2 separate regions of the Bicyclus anynana genome follow, and region 1 is linked to region 2. Evidence: chromatin contacts called from public Hi-C data. All regions are on one chromosome and are shown on one strand. The core of a region is the stretch at or near the end of the contact, and the rest is flanking DNA. Distances in the headings are between cores, read along the strand shown. Region 1 holds the start of LOC112043717 (protein FAM107B). Region 2 overlaps LOC112043717 (protein FAM107B).

Region 1 (6,684 bases), core at 3,657-6,156, 45 kb before region 2:
CACGATGATATGCTGAACTTCTGTGAAGGAGGTAATTGTTTTACGTCAGTGGTATTATTTTTTCACACTTTTGCAAAGTGGTTAGACAAGATTTTACTCACGACGAGGATCTAATTTATCTTCTGACGTTGCAAAATGGTGAAAAAAATACTTACAGTAAAACTTATGTAGGTGCTTAATAAAACATTTTTTTGCTATTAATCATTCTAGAAGTTTTTCATTTTAGAATCCTCTACACCAACAAGTATTTTATTACGCCTTCGTATTCAATGAGTTTTATTAAATTATTTTTCGAATTACAAAAAAACTGTTAAAATACGAAAGCTTTTCATATAGGTATTGACCGACAAACTTCGGTTCGAGGATGGCACATAATGATAGTAGGTTAGTGTGTCTTTGTCCTAGTCTATCTCTATCGCTCTACTATAATTTGAGAAGACAGGACTAATTAATGTTGTAGATTCTAAAGTGCTACGAAATCTAGCGAAGAACTATTAATTTTATGTCTTGTATGCACATTGTACATAATATCGCGAACACTATCATGTGTTCGCTAAATAGTGACAATAAATAACCCGTTGGACTATTGTCGTACCTTCTCCTAATTTGTGTTAGGACTAGGTACGACAATACCTAGTCTTTCCCGACTAATTGGAGGGGAATGAGAATGTTGGTCATATTTAAAAGATATGGCAAATATTCGTGAAGTCGGACAGAAATGTCTGTTTGTGTGTCAAAGCGGCCGAAGTATTCGCGAATTTTTGGAGACACACATTTGCGATAACCCGAATATTCGCTTTATCGCGCTGTGAGCGCGGCCGCCGGATTACGATAAGAAGTTCAAAAGACGACTGCGACCTTTTAGACAGAAAAGAGCTAGGTTTAGTATAAGTCATTTCAATCAGCATCTGAATTACAATATTGAGGTTAGGAATTCCACGCATTAAGCGCGTGAAGCACCTTATTGTTTGGAAGCAAATCGAGTAGGAAATTAGTACTGAGCGCGGGTGGAATTAATTAATAAAATTATTCATTAATTAAATGGGCGTAACTTGAAACTGTTTCTGCTTATTGTATTGTTTACTGACTCGTGCATCGATTCGCTAAGAAACTTAATATTTATTTCGAGAATAATATCTCAGAATTATTTTTAGGAAATTAGTACGCGGTAATCATGATGAGGTTTTAGAATATTTGAATCATTGTAAAAAGCACTTTCTTTCGTTTGAAATAATAGTTTCATGCCTATGTTTGCCTGAAAACGTTTGGTTATGGCTAAAGGTTGTGGCTGGCTTAAAGACACATGAGGCATTGCATCGATTCATTTCCCTTAGAAGTTATCTTGAGCTTACGAGCGCTAGGTTAGTTTTGGTTGGAATATCTTGGTTGTCACTGAAATTACAGACACAAGAGCCAGAGCTTCTCTGTCTACAAGGCAGACATTCTCAAGTTGACGGGCCCAGGTCAAAGCTTTGTAGAGTATTCGTGAACTGCGAAGCAAAGCTCTGTACATAGCCACTGTAGCGCTATTCGCCTCCATCTTTCTCTATCTATAGTATAGTATTAGGCAGAGAGATAAAAACGAATTCGAGACACGCATTGTCGTCTTATAAAAAAATTGTTAACGAATAGCACCACTGGACCTGTAGCCAAGTTGCATGTCAATTCTCTTTCTACAAACGCTAACGCTTCGAAAACTAAAAATGTATGGGAATGACAAATCCGTTCGATAACTTGATCACTCGACCTGTCGATAGCAAATGTCATTCCCATACATTGTTTAATTTTAGAGGCATCGTAGATCGATGTTATAGCGGACGTATCTAAATAGGAATTATTTCCTTGGAAAATCACCCCGCGACGCTACACGTCTACAACACGAACCACCAATCACAACAACATGTTACAGAAGCGTGTGTCACGACAAACAACAAACCGCAAGAAATTATTTTTGATAGCAAATGTATGAATCAATTGAACTCCCTACAATCCTACCTTGTCTTTTGCTAGTTCGCAGAATTGATAAGTGTGAACGAGTTTAGCCGGTTCCATTCATCAATTATGTATTATTTAATGTTCTGTATGGTTATTATTATTGACATGATAATGTCTAGTATTAACCGTCCAATTACTCAGTCAGTTTGTGAGTAGGTAGATATTAATAATGTTTGAAAAGTAGCACGGAAATGACATCTGCTTTTTACTTACTCGTTGAAATAATATGTACAGCTACCTATCTACTATTATATTTATTTTGGTTCTACTTGCAACTTATATTATGTACGTCGACTATCAGTACGACAGGAGATACTCATATAGTACAGTGACACTGTTAAGTGTTTTATATTAGATATACAAGCGGATATCTACGACTTCGTCCACGTGAAATTCAGTTTTTTACGAATCCCTGGGAACCATTGTTTTTACGAATCCCTGGGAACCATTGTTATTGAGCAACATATTTTTTATATTTAAAAAATATGTTGCTCAATAACCTCCTCTATCTTCCAGTGAAAGTCCAAGTTAAATCGGTTCAGCCATTCCAGAGATTAGCCCAGACAAACAGGTAGACAGACAAATTATTTTACAGAAGGTTGATTGTGTTTTATTAACCGACTTCCAAAAAGGAGGAGGTTCTACGTTCGGCTGTATGTATGTTTTTTTTTTTTTTTTTTTTTTTTTATGTATGTCCAGCGATAATTCCGTCATTTGTGGACCGATTTTAAAAATTATTTTTTTGTTTTGAAGGGTTTGATTCCAGGGTGGTCCCATTTTTTTCATGTCAGGATCTGATGATGGCATCCTGGAGAAATCGAGGGGAACTTTCGAAAATCGTAGAGACGGCTAGTGCGTTTGTTAGTGTTTCCATAAGGTATTTTAAACCACTACAATTTTATGAAGGTCTGGAGTTGGTCTGATGATGGAGCCGATACACAGACGATAGAACTCGTCAACGATTTACAGCAGGTACCTTTTGTTTGGGCTTAATTTATTTGTATTGATGAGAACTTTCCACCTAGATGGGTTGTGACTGTATTAAGGGTCTGATGATGAAGACGAAGGACAGTGAAGAGAACTCCTCGACGGTTCACAGTAGCTACCTTGTGTTTGGACTTGATAAATTTGTATTGATGAGAACTTTCCACCTGGATAGATTGTGACTGTATTAGAGGTCTGGTGATGAAGATGAAGGAGAGTTAAGGGAACTCCTCGACGGTTCACAGTAGCTACCTTGTGTTTGGACTTGATAAATTTTATATTGATGAGAACTTTCCACCCATATGGATTGTGACTGCATAGGGGGTCTGGTGATGAAGACGGAGGACAGTCAGTTCACACTCAGTAGGTGTGCTAACACTAAAAATTAAAAAATAAAAATTTTAATAAAAAAAATTCAACCGACTTCCAACTCAAAAATTAACCTAAACTAAAAAGCAAAAAATAACATCTTACCTATGTGCTACCTTCTGATCAGTTTGAAGGCGGTGCCAATCCAGTGTCATGTTTTAATTAAAGCCGTTTCTGAAAGAACCACAGAAATTGTGTAATTTAAACTACTTGAATTAAAACATCACTGGCTTGGCACCGCCTTCAAACTGATCAGAAGGTAGCACATAGGTAAGATGTTATTTTTTGCTTTTTAGTTTAGGTTAATTTTTGAGTTGGAAGTCGGTTGAATTTTTTTTATTAAAATTTTTTTATAGTGTAAATAGTTATAAGCGCAAGTGCTTATAAGTTAATAAAGTTAAGTGGATAACTTTTTACACCAGCCACACACGGTCAAGTATGCAGTCATGTCTGTAGCGCGCTTATTAGGGATGTGACAGTAAAAAAAATATTGAAATAGTTATTTATTAATCTTTCTTACAATTAAATATGGATAGCTTTACTCTTTTCGGCTTATTAATTTTTAGTTATACATCCCTAATCGCGCTGCTGACTTGTCGGTATAGTTGACCGTGTGTATCTAAAATTACTTGGACTTACCTACAATTTATTTTTATTAATTATGCTTTATTTTTTACTCTTCCTTTTTTCTTTATCTACAATACAACATTTCGTTACATTAAGGATAATAAATACATATAATGTGTAATAATTAGGTAGGTATAAAATACAGGTTTCATCAAGGATTTTTTTCCCGCTATATAGTACGCTTTTTCTATAATGTTACGTAATTAGTTAATTTATTATTAAAATTCGGTAATAATCGTAGGCCGTAGTCAAGTTGGTTAATTAAATGAAAATAAAATGCTTCGGCAATTATTATCGGTTGACCTGCTAATTTTAATATTCATTATTATTGATTGATTTTTAATTTAAATAAGTATCTACCTGTATCTGCATTTTTAATTACTTAATCAAGAAATAACATAACTAGCTACGGTAGAATGGTATACTCACTATGGAAATATTAAAAAAAATTGCTTATGTGCAAAATCATATAATTTATCTCTTACTATAAATATCATCCATATCAATTCATTACAATCTCACAAACTACCTCTTTAGAATATTATTATAGATAAGTTATAGATTACCTTTGTCCGCCCTTTGTCGCAGATCAGATATAGCTATTAAACCTAATAATTTATATTTTTGTAAATAAATTACCATAACTTAAGCATTTCTAGAAGCAGTATAACAAGGGTAGGAGGTTGTCTACCTACACAAATTCTCAATACCCACCCGTGATTGTAACTCGAGCCTAAGCCACTTTAAAGGTCGAGTGGGATAAAGCTTGTGTATGCTCATAATCTGTACAATATTATAAGCCGGTTAAGGCATTTCTGGCCCATATCTACGGTACAGTTTACCTGCGCAGTGGAACAGGTAATCCTGTTAGCTGGCCGTGACACGTTGCCCGGCTTCTGTCCGCCATACAAATTCAGTTTAGTTTAGTTCGTATCCGTACTCGCGATGTGCGACGCGAGATCACGCAAACCAGCACCTGCAATACAAAAGAAGCTCGCCATGTATGAAAACGGTACAGCTGCCAAACAAAACAAATATCCACAACCATTTTAGCTTTGCATCTGTTGTGTTTGCTGTGTTTGGTCGCGCATCGTTTTACGATCGAAAGTGTCCATGCATTTGTAATTATGGTGTGGCTGTGGCTATTCATTTGGGTGTGGATTTGCGTTTCACTGTGGCTAGTTGTCAATTGGCACACGCGCTAAATCAGTAGAATGTAGAACACAGTTCATCCATACTTCCATGTTAATATTAAAAACTAGTAGACGCCGCGCGGCTTCACCCGCGTGGTTTCCGTTCCCGTAGAAATACGGAAATAAAATATAGCCTATTGTCTTCCTCGATAAATGGGCTATCTAACACTGAAAAAGTTTTTCAAATCGGACCAGTAGTTATTGAGATTAGTGCGTTCAATCAAACAAACTCTTCAGCTTTATAATATTAGTATATATGCGAATGTCCGTCATTTTGTTACCATATCACGAATTTTCATGAATTTTAGTAAAAAGCTAAACTGGACCTTGGAATATTACTTACTTTTCATCCTGGAAATATCCAGAACAATTTTGAATTGAATTGCGTCTTTCGGTAGTGAATTTATAATTATGGTGTGGCTATATTTGGGTGTGGATTTGCGTTTCACTGTGGCTAGTTGTCAATTGGCATTGTCAATTCGCATTAAATCCGTGGAAGTTAGAATAACAGAGTTTATCCATACTTCCACATCTACCTAATTACCTATACTTTATCTACGAATATTATAAAGAGGTAAAGTTTGTAGGGATAACCTCTTAATCTAACGAACCGATTTGAACGGGAAAGAGTAAACCAAGAGGAATTACACGTTGGCTAGTTAAAATTATAAACGCGATAGTCCGTTTGATACTTTTTCACGACGAATCCGTTGGACCGATTTTTATGAATTTTGGTTTTGAACTAAACTGAACCTTGGAGCAGAACATATAGTAGTTTTTATTCCAGGAAAATCGATGGTTCCTGCGGGATTAGTAAAAAACAAAATTTCACGCGAACAGAGTTGCGGGCGCCCACTAGTGCATTTAAAATTATGGTGTGGCTGTTTAATTGGGTGTGCGTTTGAACTTCACTGGCTAGTTGTCACTTAGCACACGCGCTAGTATAGAACAACAGAATTCATTATGAATAGAAACAGGTGTTATTTTTCGGAAGTTCGTTACAATTTATTTATTTTGTTATATTACCGCGAATAACTGACGAATCGAATGTCAACCACTGACGATCAAGTGAGCTCACATACCTGCAGCGCTAACGTCCGATAAAACTGATCGTGTGTTGGTCGCGTTGTGCACATAATCCCGATCGCGACCAACACAGGATAGTTTTATCGTACGTCAAGCCGTTAGCGCTGCAGGCATGTGGTGGGTTTATCGGATAGTGAGTGGCTAACATAACCCGACAATTGTCGACAATTTGTCTGAGCATGGTGCACTCCGAAACGAGAGCATCCTTATATTGACTCTACAGTGTTTGATTGCAAAACTTTGCATTTTTTTTCAAGTGATAACTTTATGGGGGTAAACCGCTGGGTAACGTAACGCGTTACAGCTGACGTTGACAAATTTCAGATAAATGTTTCTATGTTGCTGCTGTCAAAATGTTCTTAACACCTCACCGACAATATCAAAACGGCACATGTCGACATAAACGATTTTAGTAATTTTCGAAGGCTAA
Region 2 (6,284 bases), core at 1,408-3,907:
TTTTCATAATAAATACACTCGTGAGTATGAGATATTATATTATTAATAAACCTTGGCTGAGTTTGCTGTGGGCTCTTCTCGGACCAAGGCGCGTTTGGGACCCTCGTAACTTTAATTTTAAGTTTTCGTCTATTATTACCGCCATTAGATTAAATTAAATTTTGAAATATACGTGACCTTTCAAAAGTGCTTGTACTAACCTAATTAAAATAAAAGAATTTTGATTTTTTTTATGTTATTTAATTGATAGTAAGTTAAAGTAACCCTGAGATCAAGTCTATTTAAATAAAGTATTAAAATATTATATTGCGTATATATATATATATATATATATATTATAAAGTATAATATTGCGTATATGTATTTAAATGATACAGAGTAAGATATTTTAACTGAGGTTTATTCTCTGAAATGATGATTGAGTCGAGCGATATTTTATACTAGAGATAGGGCACTAGCGCAACAAAACTGTGGCGGACGAATGTGCATAATTGTCTTAATTTCATTTAACACTTAACACACAAAACACAATATTATACCCAAATAATGTCTACAATGTCCAGTTCTGTGTTTAGGAAGTGTAAAAACTGTATATAAATAAATATAATATAATGTAAGTAAACACAAAATTGTGCTCAGTAAAGTCGCTAAATTCGGATCACTTTTTGTAGGCACGTAACACATCTATAATATAAATTAATCATTGGTTGAATCACACTACCAGACAATATTAAAGCTGTGAAAGACAGTATTTATATGTTTATATATTAATTGTTCGTTTACACCTAGTAGGCTTGTTCAAATACTTTTATAGCAAGCTAGCCATTTTTCGGCTTTGAGACTTTTTAAAGTGTACCTTTCGTCTGACGCTAGCATCTTTGTCCATTGTAAGGCCCTTCTGAAAGCACTTTGTGTCTCCCTCAAAAGGTTCTTCAGAGATCGCTAGGTGACATGGCAACGTGTTATATCTTTTCCAAGACGAAAATGTTGTGCTGTGAAGTTATACTTGGGCACGTATAAAAAAAACATTATGCAATCTATGATCTAGCATTTTCCGAGCGTTTAACTAGGGCATGCTTATTATTGTCATTCAGATTTTGCTGGAAAAGCGATATTGCGAGCTGCGTCACTGTAACTGCACGGGTTTGTTGAATCGCATACAAAAACCACCATTTGTAAAACCATTTCATGTCGGATAGTAGTTGTAACTGTTAAAGGTATCTACTGTTGGAACTCAGTAAATCTCAATCGGCAAACACGAATTTAAAAGTTGAGTGTGGTATGACCCAAATAAATGATGCAGTTATGAAATATTAGCTAGGTATTCAATCAGCTGATTTGAATATAAATTATATAATAGGTAGTTAATCATATTCATATTACTCGTAGACAAAACGTCATCAGAGAACTTAGGTAATTTCGAATATGTTTCCGTTTAATCATTGTTAATTTTGCATATTCAATCATTTAATATATCAATAACTATCTACCAATTTCATTTTGCTCAATAAAAAGTCCAATGTATATATTATGACTAGGGTCGAAACACAAATTGCGAATCTATGCGTTTTTGTGCGGTAAAACCAATAATGTGTGGTGGTAGACTTTGCCCTGATATTTGCCTGATTTGCCTAAGAAAATTGATAGCAGTGGGTATGACCTCTGCCTCCGATTCCGGAAAATGTGGGTTCGAATCCGGTCCGGGGCCTGCACCTCCAACTTTTCAGTTGTGTGCATTTTAAGAAATTAAATATCACGTGTCTCAATCGGTGAAGGAAAACATCGTGAGGAAACCTGAATACCAGATAATTATCTTAACTCTCTGCGTGTGTGAAGTCTGCCAATCCACATAGGGTGGACTATTGCTTATCCCTCTCATTCTGAGAGGAGACTCGAGCTCAGCAGTGAGCTGAATATGGGTTGATGACCACGAGACATTGCCCTAGTTATACCACTAGCTACGATTAAGTACCGCTCAACGGTGTAGTATTCCAGGTATGATGAAGAAACTGCGACATTGATGGAATAAACGAAATAAATCGCAATTCCTTGCGATACATCGTGCGAAATAGTAGAATTCTGCGATGCGACATGTAATGGAGTTTTGTGTTTCGACTCTGTAGATAAAATTTTACGAAGCACTGATATTCATTTTTATTTTATCTATTCCGTCTATTGTGATGAAAACTTTGATTAGATGCTAAGATAAGATAACAGTGCGATGTGCAGCATAATGTGAAAATTGATAGTAGGTACTACTAATCTTCATACTTGCCTACTCAGCATGAAAAATGAAAACTAATTTCCTATTGTTTAATAATAATAATTAATCTGAGCTTTTCTACCTACTACCACAGAAAAAATATGTACTACTACAAAGATTTATTTAACCAAAAAAAGATAGCTATTCAGTATTTTGATGTAAAGTACAATACAAAAGGCGGTTTTAGGTTCGTGTACGAAGTCTGCCAAACTCAATTTATTTTAAGTGCGTGAATCGGAGAGCCTACGTTTTCTTTTACGAACGAAAGGTAATTTGTATGCAAAATCATTAGTTACCAATATTTTCTTAGAATGTTTCGCTAAACATTATCCGGATTCTTGGGATTCGCACAGGTGCACGACATCCTGGCGCGGTCGCGGCCGCTAAACTTTGTAGACTAAGAGACGGTGGGTACATGTAGACTCGGTGTAGGTTTTCCCATGGATAAAGTCGATCGAGCCTGTCTTTTTCATATTATGATACGTGTGGAGGCCACGCCTCGATTGTAGAGCGCGTTTAAATATTAATATGCTCAATATATTATAATTCGCGGTTACTCTTTTTGAGCGCTCGAGAAGGAGTGCGATTTGACACAATTATAGTTGGAAAAATGGTTAATTAAAAAAGAAATGTCAACTTGCGCAATTATAAATATTTATTTATTTTATTTATGCAGTATTTCTTTTTTCTTTAGAAAATAAAAAAAAAATAAAAGAATAATAAATAAAAAATAATAAAAAATGTCTTTACGTTGAGCTGGAATCGAAATCTGGTTTAATAAGTTTTGCCCCATAGGTTCACACCACTTGTCCAGTTGAGTCGATATTATAACGTCGAAATGTGTTTACTTGATGCACGACTTGGGCGTTAGGTTTATCTTCGTTACGGAATTTCTTGATTTGGTCGCCGCCCTCAAAGCCCACGATAAAAGCTATGCAATAGTTTAATAATATTTTTTTAAAGAATATAAATAACTAAAAAGTGTTCCTTAAAGTCATCCTTCCAAAATGGACATTTGCTCACTATTTACCACTTTACATAACCACCGAGCAGATGCTGCACTCGTGTTTTGTTAAAACGGCAATTTTATTTTGCATAATTGTCCACCGTCTCTTTGCTTACATCGGTATTGAACATCTGTCGCCTGCCGCATTGACGGTGTGCGCGCCTATATTCGAAGTCACAAAAGCGAGTATCGACATAAACGGCAGTCGACATCTGTAACTAATAATAATAATAATATTCACACGACCAACAAATGTTGTAGGTACTCGTAATAACTACGACTTTAACTCCACACTAAGAGAAGTTAATATAATAGATAGGTACACTTCAATGTACTTTTTAAATTAATACACTTTTGTGGCTTATTAATAAGACACAAATGTTCAGATAAAACTTTGTTATGCTAACCACAAACGGTCAATTATTCTCACGTTTCTGAAAAGCAAACGGCAGTACCCACGCGGCATACTATACGAGTCATATACGCAGTGACCAACACACGAATAATTATAGTCGTGGGTGCTACAGAAACGTGAGAATAATTGACCGTTTGTGGCTAGCATTATTGTGTTAGTTTTAAGCTTTTTTTAATTCAAATTCTAAATCAATGTTCAGAATTCTTAGAAGGTACGAGTATATTTGCGTAACAAAGACAAAAGAATACAACAAATCCTACATTCATTGTTCGCGAATATTCAAACCGGTTTCATAAGTGTTTGAGTATGTACCTACAGGTAATTCTGATAAATTAAAACTTGTTTCAGAGATATTCACAAAATAAAATTGTTAACAACATATACGTAGGTACAAAAATTTTTACTTGTGGCCGCTTTTCGAATCCATCATCAGACTAACTTCATGCTACCATATTAATGTCATCAAAGGTACTCGTGTATACCGTAGAGTCATCGAACGACAAGAACTGTTTCTTATTTAACTTCCAAGCATGATGCAAATAAAAAAAATTAAAGTTGGTAATAAAAGACGCATTTCGTTAGAAAGAGGTACTCGTCTCACACGATGAGCAGGTAGACGGAATGTCTTAAATCTTTTTGGTCACGGAAAATCGTAAGGGTGACTTCTGAGAGGCCGAGACTCGGCTAATTAGTTTCGTCTGAACAATGCGAGGGCTGGCACTTGTCTGAAGTGCTAAAAAGTTTTACCTAACGTGTACGAAATGACTGACGATTGCATAACTTTTGAGGCTATAACTTGTAAGCCTTAATAAAATAAATACCTCAGAGGCATCGATCTAATTTGTTAAGTTGATTTTCCTTTTGGGAATAGAATGAATTTCCATCCATCGCATGTCATAGGTGTTTGTTTTTTATTCTTTTGAAACTGACAATGAAAGAAAATACAAAGTACTGAGTGCTATTTTGTTACGATTTTTGTAGAATTACTAGTAGGTTGCAATGTGAGTTAGAGGAGTCAGTATCCAAAATAATTAATCAATAAGTTGTATATTCTTTACTCTTGTATGTACTGTATAACGCACACGACATAACAGTTCAAATAAATTCTAAAAGTAATAGTAAATGTCCTACATTATTCACATTAACGAAGAGGCCGACAAAATCAATTAACAGAAAATATGGTTTGAGTTTGTAAAACATGTTTTTTAGGGATAGATGATAATTTACGTATGATAGGAGTTACTAATAGATGACGACATTCTAGATTTTAAACTATCGCTAGTGTTAATTGATTATGAAACACGGCTAAAACTCACGTGATATTAGGTCGGAGTATGCGCGACTAGTTTCGAACCCATACGGGGCTTTTAGTCATGAGCTGGTTCTTGCTTCGCGGCACGATCCAAACCTATTGTGCCAACCCTAATTTAGTGGGATAAGGCGAAGGAGATGATGATGCCTGATTTAATTTAATGGACAGCCTAAACTTCGTTCTCTTCGTGCACGTGAAATTCAGTTATTTACAAATTCCGCGGGAACCATTGATTTTTCCGAGGTAAAAAGTAACTCTATAGCCTCCTCTATATTCCAGTGAAAGTCAGATTAAAATCCGTACAGGTGTTTCAAAGATAAACCCGAACAAACAGACAAACAAAGATTTTAAAAAGGCTCGTCTGTGTTTTGTTGACTTGATAATACACGGTTATTTTGAAACCACATACTGACACTTCAATTTTATTTATATGTATTGATGATTTTTTAAACCAACCAATTATAAAACAATACGAGTAATAATAGGGTTGTACGAAACAAGGTAAAAATGAACAGCAGTTAACAGAAGTCTCATTCATTGTAGATGTAATTAGGGCTTGCTGCAGGTGACGCTACAACCTTTCGACTTACGTCTATACGAAACGTTGTATTGTCCTCAGACGTTACGTTTTACCTGCTATAATTAAGGTTTCCAACAAAGAATAAAAGTTCCGAAAGAGAACGGATATCTGTACAAATGTGCCTTTATACAAATAGGTCAATACCTACCTGTATAACCTTTTATACGCAACTGTAAATTGCAGTTTTGTTGTGGTTCTAACTTATACTTTAATCCTATATCCAACATTTGAATGTCTTGGATCTAGTAGTGTTCGTTTGGTTAATTCTGTATGATTTTTTAAAAGAGCAATTGTTGAGTTTCTTGCCGGCTCTTCTCAGCAGAACTTGACTTCCGAATCGGTGGTAGAGTATGTACAACGTTTCAGATTCAAATTCTCAGTTGAATTCTCGTCAACATAGATATCGGCGTTTTTGGTATGTCCGTGTAAAAGCTAGTTAAGCTTTCGTCACCCCTGAGCCTGATCTTTTTACCGTCACCGTTTGGAGATATGAGTAGGTAGCTGGATTCATGATAAGTGTCAGAGATGAACCACATAAAAACTGTTTACTCATAGTCATCCCATATTCGACTCATTGCTGAGTTCGAGTCTCCTCTCAAAATTAGAGGGATTAGGTCAATCACACGTAGATATTTAAGAAAATTCTCTGGTATGCAGGTTTCCTCACGATGTTTTTCTTTCAGCGTTTGAGACACGTGATATTTAGTT

The links. A called contact is a pair of places that touch in the nucleus more often than the background predicts.
Region 1: a Hi-C map of whole body shows a contact between it and region 2, with 3 times the contacts expected there. The contact joins the promoter of LOC112043717 here to the enhancer-like site in region 2.

The regions. Positions count from the first base shown.
Region 1 is chr7:6,942,857-6,949,540 of ilBicAnyn1.1, reverse strand. It overlaps LOC112043717 (protein FAM107B), which reads left to right and starts at 4,906. Exons shown (of 4, transcript XM_024079245.2): 1 at 4,906-4,987. The coding sequence starts at 4,921.
Region 2 is chr7:6,895,889-6,902,172 of ilBicAnyn1.1, reverse strand. All of the region lies in intron 2 of LOC112043717 (protein FAM107B), which reads left to right. Among protein-coding and RNA genes, the nearest start is that of LOC112043725, 23 kb to the right of the region's middle. Within about 2 kb of position 2,657, at least 4 of the 8 cell types and tissues checked have open chromatin away from gene starts, as enhancers often do.